Linked DNA regions of Mus musculus: regions 1 and 2 are each linked to region 3. The links are chromatin contacts, called in public Hi-C and HiChIP or PLAC-seq maps. All regions are on one chromosome and are shown on one strand. Each heading gives the region's core, a stretch centred on a gene start, on an enhancer-like site or on the middle of the called end of the contact. The rest is flanking DNA. Distances are from core to core; before and after follow the strand shown. Region 1 overlaps Pde4d (phosphodiesterase 4D, cAMP specific). Region 2 overlaps Pde4d (phosphodiesterase 4D, cAMP specific). Region 3 overlaps Gm32881 (a long non-coding RNA gene).

Region 1 (3,550 bases), core at 215-2,714, 390 kb after region 3:
CAGTGTTAAAGAACTTGCTTTCAGATCTACATGGTAAGAAAAACCTAGAAGCCACACATCTTGGACACAATAATGTTGGAGGCTTGGTGATAGTACGTTCCGGGCATGCAACACACATAATCAGGCGTGGCATGTCAATAACAAGCAAGCCAATCATATTCCTTCATGCACACTTGCCACAGGCGCTGGCTTGCCAACGTTCACCAAATGTCTTAATAAATTAATACCATCATGACGGACGCTAGCTGTTTTCATTAAAAAAAAAATCTAGGGTGAAAGTTTTCTCTCTGGTTTTCAACAAATAAAATCATTAATGTTTTAATCCAAATTTAAAATGTTTTCTCTGTAGACAACATAGAACGTAATTTAACTAAAAACAAAAACAAAATAGTGTGTATTTCTGTATAAGTTTCTAACTTTGTTGGTAGCTGACCTAAATAACAAAGACCCATTCTTAAGATTATGCAAACCATTTCCCTTTTATTTACTGTGGCTGCATCAGCTCCCAGCAGCAGTACAGCCAGGTATTTGGTTAACATTAACTAGCCTTTGCTGTGAAACAAAGTTGACAATATGTAGTAGGCATGTGGTTGAGAGTTGTTATGTGACTTCCAGAGAACTCACTAGAAATGCAATACGCCTTACACCTTAACTTCGAAATTACGGTATCTCATTCTTTGAGACAAACTTTAAAGTGAGTCACCCAGTGGGTCACGGAGTTAGCTTCAGCTTTGCAATGTGGGTTTTGCCCTGTGAATAACAGCCCTGTAGTTTGCTATTGTTTGCTGGGCGAATTAAATCAGCAGCTGTTCTGAGTAGTTAAAAGACTTAGCTTACAGTTTAGCAAGCTTGTTTTCCAAGACAGGAATTGATTAGGCAAATGAATACATCCACCCCCCACACACCCCACCCCCCAATCCCAGAACTGTAACTAACTGACAAGCTTTGTCAAGTTTACCTTTCAACTCTCAGAATGGGCTCTGAGAGTTGGGCAACTTCCTGCGACCTCAGGAGGTCCCCACAAACCCAGGACTATTTCAAATGCTTACAATAGCCCAGGAGCTGAGCCGGACATTAACCCAACCATGTGAATGAAGGAGATTCCCTCAAAGTTTTACTTGTAAGGGACCTACAGCAGATAAAAAGGCCTCCCTTGCTACCAAAAGGAAATTGCCATACCTGTAGGACTTTGAGAAACGCAATCTTGTTCTAGTTCTTGGAGATGGTCCTGGCACTGCGACTCCCAGGGGATCCCAGACAAAAGCCATTTGTAAAGAGAGTGCTAAGAGATCCACAGGAACAGCAGAATGTCAGAGCAGATACTGGACCCTGGGGCGGGAAGGCCCTTCAGGCTGCAAGAGGCACTTGTGGCTGAATGAGGGCATTTCTTCAGTGTGGTGGTATGTGCTGACAGAGAGGTGGCAGGCTGGCTGAGGCAGGGCTGGAAAGGGTGGCCAGCACTTCCTGCTGCGTGACACTTGCCCTTTGCGACAGCGCTTGCTTCACCTAGACAGTCTCTTGTTAGTGTGAGAAACAACTCCCTTGAAACTGCTTTTAAATATAGCCCAGCTTAAACAGCAGGGCCACATGCCACTCCTGAAAAGCATAGCCCCCACCCCACCCCCCACAGACATGCAGATGCACAGACTGGGAGGTGTGGTTCAATGGGTCAACTTACTCTTAGTGTGAATGTTAAACAGTAGTGACCTGTAGTGAAAGGGAAAATTACACATGGACCCAGGACTGGGAAACTTGACAGGAGTATTAAATTTCAACTCTGGCTATCCAAATAATTTTTTCTTATTCTAAATTCTCTTAGATACATGTATGAATGTCGTTATTAGAAAACCTTGTAAAAAAAAAACTTAGTAATTGTTAAAAACAAAACAAAACAAACAAAAAAAACCCCTCTCCTCCCTGCCAGTCAGTGTGAGATGAAAACAGGCAGATCACTTTCAGAACTCCTGGCAACCTTTCCCTCAAAGGGATGTCACTGTGTCACCTTGCAGAGTGAGTTATAAGGAGTGACTTTGACAGCAGAGATCAATGTCTTGTCCCGTTCTTCGCTCTTGAACAGATCCCTTAAAACGTCCTTCTTTCAAGTCACATAAAGGCTGAGAGATCCACAGAGCTCAGTTGTGTGGTCTCAGAGTTCAGCGCGCGCGGCAGGGAGACATATATTTCAAGGTGTCCTCAAGGACTCAAGGCACCCTGGTGTCGTCATCACTTCTCAGGAGTCAGTGGTATTTAATGCTGACAACACAGCCTAATTCCATCACTCCCTGCCCAAGCACTGGCCTGCTTGTGACCTCCATTGTAAACCAAGGCAGGGCTCTACACATCCAGGATAAGATTAGAGAAGCTTGGAGAAACCCTAAAAAAGATGTTAACCCCCTCTGAACTGGACAAAATTGACTAATCGCCCTAAGGGACCATCTCCATGCCTACCAGGGTTAAAGACCCTTAACATTCTTTTTTTTTTTTTTTTCCTGGCTCCGATCCCAGCCTCACTAGGCTTAAGATTTATTTATTTTATGTATGTGAGTACAATGTCACTCTCTTCAGACACACCAGAAAGGGCATCAGATCTCATTCTAGATGGTTGTAAGCCACCACGTGTTTGCTGGGATTTGAACTCAGAACCTCTGGAAGAGCAGTCAGTGTTCAGTGCTCTTAACTGCTGAGCCATCTCTCCAGCCCCTCCCCCCCCATGCTCTCGTGATTTGGGGGGGCATTAAAATGTTAAACAAGCTGAGCATCGGGCACAGTGAGGGGAGGGGTTTCTGAAAAAGCTACATGCTTTGGAGATGTGCAATACAGAAGGTTTTTGCCAGTTGTGTTCTTTCGTTATCTGACTCACATACTCAGTAGGTGAGTGGTGGCTGTCTGGCAGATTAATAACGCTGATGTTCAAAGTTCCAATCTAAAAGAAGACTTCTGGGGGTCAGCTTGTTGTATATGATTGTTTCACAAATGGCCTTTGTGCTTTTGGGTAAGGCTCTATATTACATACGCGGAAGGCAGGTCCTAGGAGTGGAAGAAAACAGCCATCCCTAGGCCCTCGGTCTTTACGTTGTGTGAAACTCCACAGTTGCCTCTTGGTTCCCATTGATCTATTAGTTTCTATCAGGGATAGCTCTTGGGCAATGCTGCCCCACTCCTGACGTAGCACCACAGAGATAGACAACTCCTGTTTAGCAGAATGGCTTTGTATGGTGCTAGAGCAAGGCCATGTAGGAAAACTGGTAGACTTGTCAGGTAGAGAGGGATCTTGAGGGCTCATGGAAAGGGGAGGCTGGGTATGAAGGGAGAAGAACACACAGAAACAGGAAAATCCCAGTAGAGCTGGTCTTTTCATCTCTCACAAGAGAATTGAAACCTATTCCTTACAGAAATCATATGCTTTGCAGGTAAAACAGCACCACTGATGTCTGCCGCATGTAGAAAGCTTCTGAGCCCCCAGATGTTGTGTGTTGTCATGGTTTTATTTTTTTCATTTGTAAATTACATTAATCTCATTGGTGTATGGTGTCTGGGCAGCGGATACATG
Region 2 (3,586 bases), core at 275-2,774, 410 kb after region 3:
GTCTGGCTTGGGCTTAAATGGGCCCTATGCATGCTGCCAGGACAGCCACAAGCTCACATGTGCAGTCACCTTCCTGTTTCCAGGAGACTCTGCTTCCCTGTAGTTTTTCACTCCCTCTGGTAGCCACATTCCTCACAATCTACTCCTCTGCAATGGTCCCTAAGCCTTTGGGGAGTTGAGGTATGGTACTATACTCCCCTGGGCCTGAACACTCTGAAGTCTCCCATTCTCTGTACTCTGCCCAGTTGTGGATCTCTTCATGCCAAGCATCCACTGCAAACATTGCCTCTCTGGTGAAAACTAGAGGTGCTTTAATCTATGAGAATAAAGATAAATCAGGAAGAGTTGGATTAATTCCATACCCACTTAGCTGATCAATAGTACCAAGTTCTCTTCTAGGATCTAGCCACAGGCTCTCAGCTGGATAATGGTGCCAGGCCTGGGTTTCATCCTGTGGAGTAGGCTCTAAATGCAATCAGAAAGCGGTTGTCCACTCCAATGACATCTGTACCATGAATGCACCAGAGTTCAAGCTGGTGTCTCTTCTTTTCACCTTTGGTAGCTGCTGAGTCATTCTGACATCAGTTTAATTCTGATGGCTTTAGATATTTTGTCTCCTCTTCCCTTTTTCTTATTTTATTGTTTTGAAGGCTTTGAATATCTGCATATGTCAAGCGCTATGAAATATCCTGAGCATATTTCTTAGCAAGGTCCTTTTTATTTTTAATTCCTCATATCCAGGATCTAAACTATCCCATTTCTTCTAGTTATAGGAAATTTTCTTGTTTTATTCGTATATTAGGGTTTTTGTTTGTTTGTTTGTATGCTTGCTTGCTTGTTTTGGGGACAGGGTTTCTCTGTATAATCCTGGCTGTCCTGAAACTCACTCTGTGGACCAGGCTGGCCTTGAACTCTGTGATCTGTCTGTCTCTGTCTCCCAAGTGCAGGAATTAAAGGCTTGCACAGCCACACCCGGCTTCCCGAGCATAACTACCTCATCATTGTTTAGCATCTTCCCCTTCCCGGATCACTACCAGTCCCAGTGCCTTCTGTTGTTCCCATCTTCTCTCTGAGAGTTTCTTTTCTAGATTTTTGGCTTTTCATCTGTTTTGATTCTCATAGTATTTTAAAAATCTTTCGACAGAGACACTTAATTCAATTTGGCAACAGCAACTCTCGGCTTCTACAAGTCTTTTGATTGACCATGACCTTTGTTATTCTGTCTTATACATACTACTTAGGTACCACTTCCTTTTCTCAATTTTTTTTTTTCTTTGTTGGATTTCAATACTGGGCAGTTGGGTGGGAACCCAGCATTCATTAGACATCCAAGGGGATGTCACTGTACAAAGGTCTAAGGGCCTATTCACTGAAAGAGGCTTCCTTTCCTAGAGGGGTGCACTGCCTTCATGAGGTAGAATGTGCATGGTCCCTTCTGCTTTAGATTTCAACATTCTCCGTGCAGCCCTTACTGGATGCTGAAATGCAGTTGTCTGGGTCTCCCACTTTGTGGAATTCTCCAGCAGAGGGCAGTGTGCTCTTGCACAAGATCCATACCAAGCCTTGTCAGGGAGAAGAACCCCCCTGCAGCCCACAACTGGACAGCTAACACCTTATCTAAAACCTTTTCCGTTTTGAAGCCTCCAAAGGGTTGGTTTAGGATTTCAGGGAGCCATTCGTACACATCCTCCACCTTTGATCCAGGAAGCACCTCCCTATGAATGTGCCTAACACCAATTTCGCTGTCACCCTCTGCTTCCCAGGATCTTAAAAAAAATAGGTCTCCCCATATTTGTCCTTCAATCCTCTCTCAGTTCGCAGAGTGCACTTTCTCCCTTAGTCTTATGCCTCTAGGATACCATGTCCATGGGAAACAGACATGGTAGAGGTATTTCCATGGTAGAGGGTATAGGGACGGGTGGTGCCTTGGGTCAGATAGAGGTACCATAGAGTCTTATTTTCCACTCCCACACTCTTTGTTTTAAATTCGCAATTTTAATTAGAGATAATGTGAGCATGTGTGACCAGTTCATTACAATGAAACAAAAGAGCAGATTATTGATGCAATAGCTCTTCCCTGTGAACCTGAGTTAAAAACCATGTTAATGATCAGGAAACAGCCAAGGAAATTTCTACGGAATCTGCACGGAATATTTATCTTTTGAGTCCAGTTAAACAATAACAATCCCCCCAGCCCCCGACTCCAAGAGTCAAATAATTGTTACATCACTGGCTTGGCAATTAAGACCATTTTTCTAATTGGACTTTTAAGAGTTTTGGGTACGCTCACTGGAGTGTGACTATTCTGGAAGATGAAAGAATTTGAGAGGAGCAGAGCCATCTTCCACTTTTAAGCCATGCTCTGAGCCTTGCTGCACACGCATCTGAAACAATTTCCTACCAGCCCCAGAACCTCTGTAAGTCCTACAGGATCCTTGACCTTAGCTGGGGGAGGCAGGATGAATTTCTAGTCACAAGAAGAACAGCGTGGCTGTACCAGGGAATAATGCAAGTTAACCCACTGTCAGGTGATAGCTTCCTCCATTAGAGTTAATTGCCTGCTAAATTAAAATTCATCATAATATTTGAATCACGATCATTTAATGTAAAAATGTTTCCACTCTTGGAATCCTCTACCCTGGAAGGTAATTTCTCACAATCCTGAGGTTTGTTTAAGAAATGTGCCTGTATTTGCCGTTTTGAATATGAAAACGTTCATTCTGACTCACCAACACCATCAGAAAGTCTAACAACAAAGAAGAAGGCCCATGCTTAGTGGTGTTTAGGATATTTTGCATACTATATTTTTCTTCCTCCAGATTTAAAATGTTTGTTCAGCTTAATAAAAGGCTCGGGGAGCCGGGCGTGGTAGCGCACACCTTTAATCCCAGCACTCTGGAGGCAGAGGCAGGCAGATTTCTGAGTTCGAAGCTAGCCTGGTCTACAAAGTGAGTTCCAGGACAGCCAGAGCTATACAGAGAAACCCTGTCTCGAAAAAAACAAAAAAAAGACTCAGGGGATCTTTTAAACACTGGACCACCAAATAGACAGCATACACCAGCTGATATGAAGCCCCCCAACACACGTACAGTAGAGGACTTCTGGGTCTGTGCTCGTTCAGAGATGATGCACCTAATCCTCAGAAGACTCGAGGCCCCAGGGAATTTGGAGGTTAGGTGAGGTGGGGAATGGGGGCATCTACGTGGAGATGGGGTGGTGTAGGGAGAAGGTGTGGGACGTGGAACAGTTGGAGGGTGGATGGGGGGAGCGGGGAGTGGAATATGGAGTGTGAAAAATGAATTATAAATAAAATAAGAGACTCGGGGAATCTTCTGGTCACATATCAGCTCAAGTCTGTAAAGTTGAACTTATTGACCATGGACTCATGCAGCATTAATGAAAAGGGAGAAAGAAGGTAATCTATAAGAAATATTAGAGTATAAAACAGACCCTCAAACTCCTAACTGGATGAGGTGATTTTTAAGAAGACACCTAATGTCTGGATTAAAAGGGAAGGAACACAGGTAGTTTGACAATACTTATGTACTTATAGAGCAATATGATGTAAGACTTTTCTCCGATATAG
Region 3 (3,655 bases), core at 367-2,866:
CTACCTGAGAAATGGTGACAGCACCGTCGTCGTCCGAGCGATGTGGCACCCTTACAGTGCTTGTAGCAGTGAGTCAAGTGGCTGCCACTCAGTAAAGGCCGTGTGAGAACTGAGTACTGCCATGCCCCAGACCGAAATGAGGCCAGAGAAGTTACAAGCCTCACCAAAGACTGCAAATCCCAGGAGGGGCCACAAGGCGCCCTGAAGGCAAACACCCCTCTGTCCTACACAGCTCTGGCTCCAATATCCAGGGAGCCTGCTGAGGCTAAACCATACAAACAATAAGTTCTCAGCTTTGTCCTGCTTCCCACCCACTCTTGGCAGGTAAAGGTCACTTGACCTGTCTTCAGGTGGCAAACCCGAGGATATCTACAAATCCTCAGGGCCCCAGCCCCAGCACCCCACCCCACCCCCAACCCCAAGGGCCTTTCATTGTTACTGTGGTTTGAAATGTGGGCGGGAACATCTGCTCAGGACCTTCTCCTCTGGCTTTCAGCGCCCCACCCCTCGCTGTCAGCACTGCGGGTTCGCTCTCCTGCACACTCCCACAGTGCTGTCACAGAACCCCGAAGATATTAGCATCTTTACTCCTTTGCTCTGAAGGTGACTCCGTGGCGCCCTCCTTCCAGCCCCCTCCTCTGTCCACTCCTACTTGTTATTCTAACGAGGCACCCTTCTCTAGGAGGCCTCCAGCTGCCTGGCCTTGGTGGGTGGGGTTGACTCCTCTAACCTCCCTCCTCTTTCTCAGAGTCACTTCTTTTGTTTCCTCTCCCCGGCTCTTTGAGATTAATCTCGTCCCCACTGTGCTTCTCCGCAAGGGGGTAGACTCTGGTGACGTCTTCAACTCCCAGTGCCCCCGTGCATCCCGATCAAAGTTCAGACACCTCATCCCAGGGAGAAAAATGCCCACTTGATAGTTTCACTCACCCGTCAGATTAAGGACACAGACAGCTACTGGGACGCAAAATTGTCATTGTTCAGGTCTCAGATCCCAGGGAGCTGCCACCTCTGACGTTAGTGAGTGACCTTGAGCTGACCAAGAGAAATGCTGCTCTCTTCTAACCTTCTTGGCAGCCAGAGTCCCCCCAGGGGAGCTGTTGTCTCAAGGATGAGCAAGATCAAGACAGGAAAATCACATCACTGTCTGCGGAGAGGAAGAGTCTCGGGCTGTTTTATGTGGTTAGGAAGCAAGTTTTGGTTGTTGTTGTTTGTTGTTGTTGTTAAAGATTATTGCTTAACCGGGAGGAGGAGGAGGTTAGCCATAAGGAACCTTTATTTTCTGATACGACCCCACCCTAACTCCAGACAAAAGGAATGCAGATGAGCGAGAGGAACCGCCCCTCTGGCTACCTGCGCCCTGACTTTTCTATTCGCAATGGTGAATGCGCTCCCTGCTTTCTATCCCGAGCCACGCGATTTCTTTTGCCACATGACACTGTGCCCTAGAGTATGGTTTATTACTTCTCCCTCTGTGCCCACAGGGCTCACGGTTCCCTCTGGTTCTTTCCAAGCCTTTTGCTTCCTCTGGACCAGTGGAGTTCCCTCCTTCATCCACTCCCACAAGCAGGTTCCTTTTTCTACCCTTCACCGCTTTGCACACACAGCTGCCAGGGAACACCGCGATCAGCACTGAAGGTGAACGGAGTCGCCAGCAGATGGCACTCTACAGAATGCTCTGAACGTGGCAGAACCGAATGGTTTAAAAAAAAGTCACAGAAAAGCACCAAGGGTTCACTCAAACCAGCGATCTCCATATTATTTTTACTTCTTATACACAGCAATAGAGCATTTGGTCATATACAGACACATTTATTCACTTGCAACATCTCTATCTTAAATGTTAATATTACATAAACATGTCTAGATAAATCTCTTAACCCGTTTCCTAATAGTTTCTCCCTCACTAGAATCAATATTATAAACCTTCCAGAGAAATCACTGATTTAGAGTATCTCAGATTTCCTTTTACCAGAAGGAGTGCCCTTTTCTTAATTACAAGAAGGTTTTTAATTGATTGGTTGTGTGTGTGTGTGTGTGTGTTGTTTTTTGAGACACAAACTCACAAGCATGTATTGGATCAAATACTTAGCTGTAGGCAAAATAACCAACTCACACTGCTTTAAACAAGAAAGGAGTATGTGAAGCAGCTTGTAGAAGAGTTTATAAGCCCAGTAAGACAAGGGTGGATGTAGGTGCCAAGAAAACCAAAAGGCTGCTAAGGTTTAAATTATTGGTTCGATTGCAAGCTGTTCTGTATCAGTAATCCCCTGGGGACCAGGAACAAAGCCTGTCATCAATATAAAAGGTAAACAGGCTTCAGCCACCCAGAGAGCAAAGAAAGCCCAGCTCCCTGGAAGTAATCTCTGATTCATACAGGTCACTTCCTCCACAGTAGTGTGTGCCTGCATCCTGAACCAGGCTCCAAGGCACCTACCTCTCTAATTCCCTGCCTCTGCAGTGGAGAAGAAACAAGAGGCTGGAAGGGACACTGTGGAAACCAGTGTACAGTATCTGCAACATTAAAAAGTGTCTCTGTGAGGAAAAAGTTTGACGGGCAGGTGCTGTGAGCTCCACACGACATCCTAGGCTCTGAGTTTTATCACGAACTGGGAGCAGGAAGGGTGAAATAACAAACTGTATGAGGGCACAGTGCTGTGTTGCAAAGGAAATCGCCATGGCTTTGGAGAGCCATTCACCATTGCATTCACCATTGAGAACACAACAGGTAGGGCTTGGGTGATTCTATTACTAGTTGGGGAAAATGTCTCCAATTTTATGGGGACAGATTGGTAGAGCATTCTTCTCTTAACCACTGAGCCATTTTGCCAGCCTGGTACCTCCAGATGTTCTGTGGCTGGTCCCAAAACAAACAACAGCAGCTACATCATTAGAATCATTAGCGTCAACATCAGCAGAGAAAGCCGATGAGGTTAGAGCTGGGGTTCCCTTGGTGACTGGTTGGTTATACGTGTGTGTCGGGCCACAGAACATCAAAGTAGCAGTGACTGAAACACACTAAATGTCTGTTTCTTTTCCGCAAAATTCAAAATGAGATGCTTACTGTGTTCTTCACAGTTGTCAGGAGTAAGACTTCAATGCATGTCCCCAAACGTACAACTGTACCATCTGTTCCAAGAAAAAGGCAAGTGAGATATGCTTTTCCTTTAAAAAAATGTGTGTGTATGAGTAGTTTGCTTACGTTACATCTCTGAACCACTTGCACGCTTGGGGCCCTCAGAGGCCAGAAGTCGTCTCCAGATCTCCCAGAACTAGAGTTGCAGACGGTGGCGAACTACCATGTGGGTACTAGGAACAGAACCCAGGTCCTCTGGTAGAGCATTCTGCTCTTAACCATCGAGCCATCTCTCTAGTCTCTTTGAAGCATAACCCTGAAATTGCACACTTCACTTCTCAGACCTGTTTGGAAAGTCGCTCCTTGGCCACATCAAGCTGAAAGAAAAGCTATGACACATTGTTCTTGCTAACCATGTCTTCAGAACTACTGTTATTATGGGGAAGGGGAAGAAGGGTGTCGTAGATAACTGATGTCCTGTGCCACATGTAGTGTGGTATAATCAGATTGCAAGAGCAGGTCTTAGGGAGCTATTGCAATGGTGGGACAGCCTCTTTGGGATCTTGAGACGACTGAAGACTA

Evidence for each region. Hi-C and Micro-C count contacts between places; a contact is called where the count stands out from the background. HiChIP or PLAC-seq counts read pairs in DNA pulled down with a chosen protein or histone mark.
Region 1: a contact with region 3 is called in an H3K27ac HiChIP or PLAC-seq map of embryonic stem cells, with 11 read pairs. The contact joins two enhancer-like sites. A contact is called at or near these places in 1 of 15 datasets of contacts at CTCF or cohesin (the NIH/3T3 cell line), 8 of 484 Hi-C or Micro-C datasets (Sertoli cells, differentiating embryonic stem cells, embryonic stem cells and 1 more), 6 of 115 datasets of contacts at active chromatin or transcription factors (all in embryonic stem cells) and 1 of 9 other capture datasets (embryonic stem cells).
Region 2: a contact with region 3 is called in a Hi-C map of embryonic stem cells, with 4 times the contacts expected there. The contact joins two enhancer-like sites. A contact is called at or near these places in 1 of 39 promoter capture datasets (embryonic stem cells), 1 of 15 datasets of contacts at CTCF or cohesin (the NIH/3T3 cell line), 44 of 484 Hi-C or Micro-C datasets (CD4 T cells, the G1E-ER4 cell line, LSK cells and 18 more), 10 of 115 datasets of contacts at active chromatin or transcription factors (astrocytes, embryonic stem cells and stem cell-derived neural progenitor cells) and 1 of 9 other capture datasets (embryonic stem cells).

What each region holds. Positions count from the first base shown.
Region 1 is chr13:109,630,540-109,634,089 of GRCm38.p6, reverse strand. The region is part of intron 3 of Pde4d (phosphodiesterase 4D, cAMP specific); the gene reads right to left. Among named protein-coding and RNA genes, the nearest start is that of Gm32703, 190 kb to the right of the region's middle. Within about 2 kb of position 1,464, at least 128 of the 459 cell types and tissues checked have an H3K27ac peak or open chromatin away from gene starts, as enhancers often do. A contact at or near this core is called in differentiating embryonic stem cells, embryonic stem cells and uterus, where this site is marked.
Region 2 is chr13:109,607,934-109,611,519 of GRCm38.p6, reverse strand. All of the region lies in intron 3 of Pde4d (phosphodiesterase 4D, cAMP specific), which reads right to left. Among named protein-coding and RNA genes, the nearest start is that of Gm32703, 170 kb to the right of the region's middle. Within about 2 kb of position 1,524, at least 9 of the 459 cell types and tissues checked have an H3K27ac peak or open chromatin away from gene starts, as enhancers often do. A contact at or near this core is called in the N1E-115 cell line, differentiating embryonic stem cells and embryonic stem cells, where this site is marked.
Region 3 is chr13:110,016,517-110,020,171 of GRCm38.p6, reverse strand. It overlaps Gm32881 (a long non-coding RNA gene), which reads right to left. Exons shown (of 5, transcript XR_382897.2): 2 at 3,062-3,126; 3 at 928-1,144. Among named protein-coding and RNA genes, the nearest start is that of Gm32881, 12 kb to the right of the region's middle. Within about 2 kb of position 1,616, at least 109 of the 459 cell types and tissues checked have an H3K27ac peak or open chromatin away from gene starts, as enhancers often do. A contact at or near this core is called in the N1E-115 cell line, differentiating embryonic stem cells, embryonic stem cells and 1 more, where this site is marked.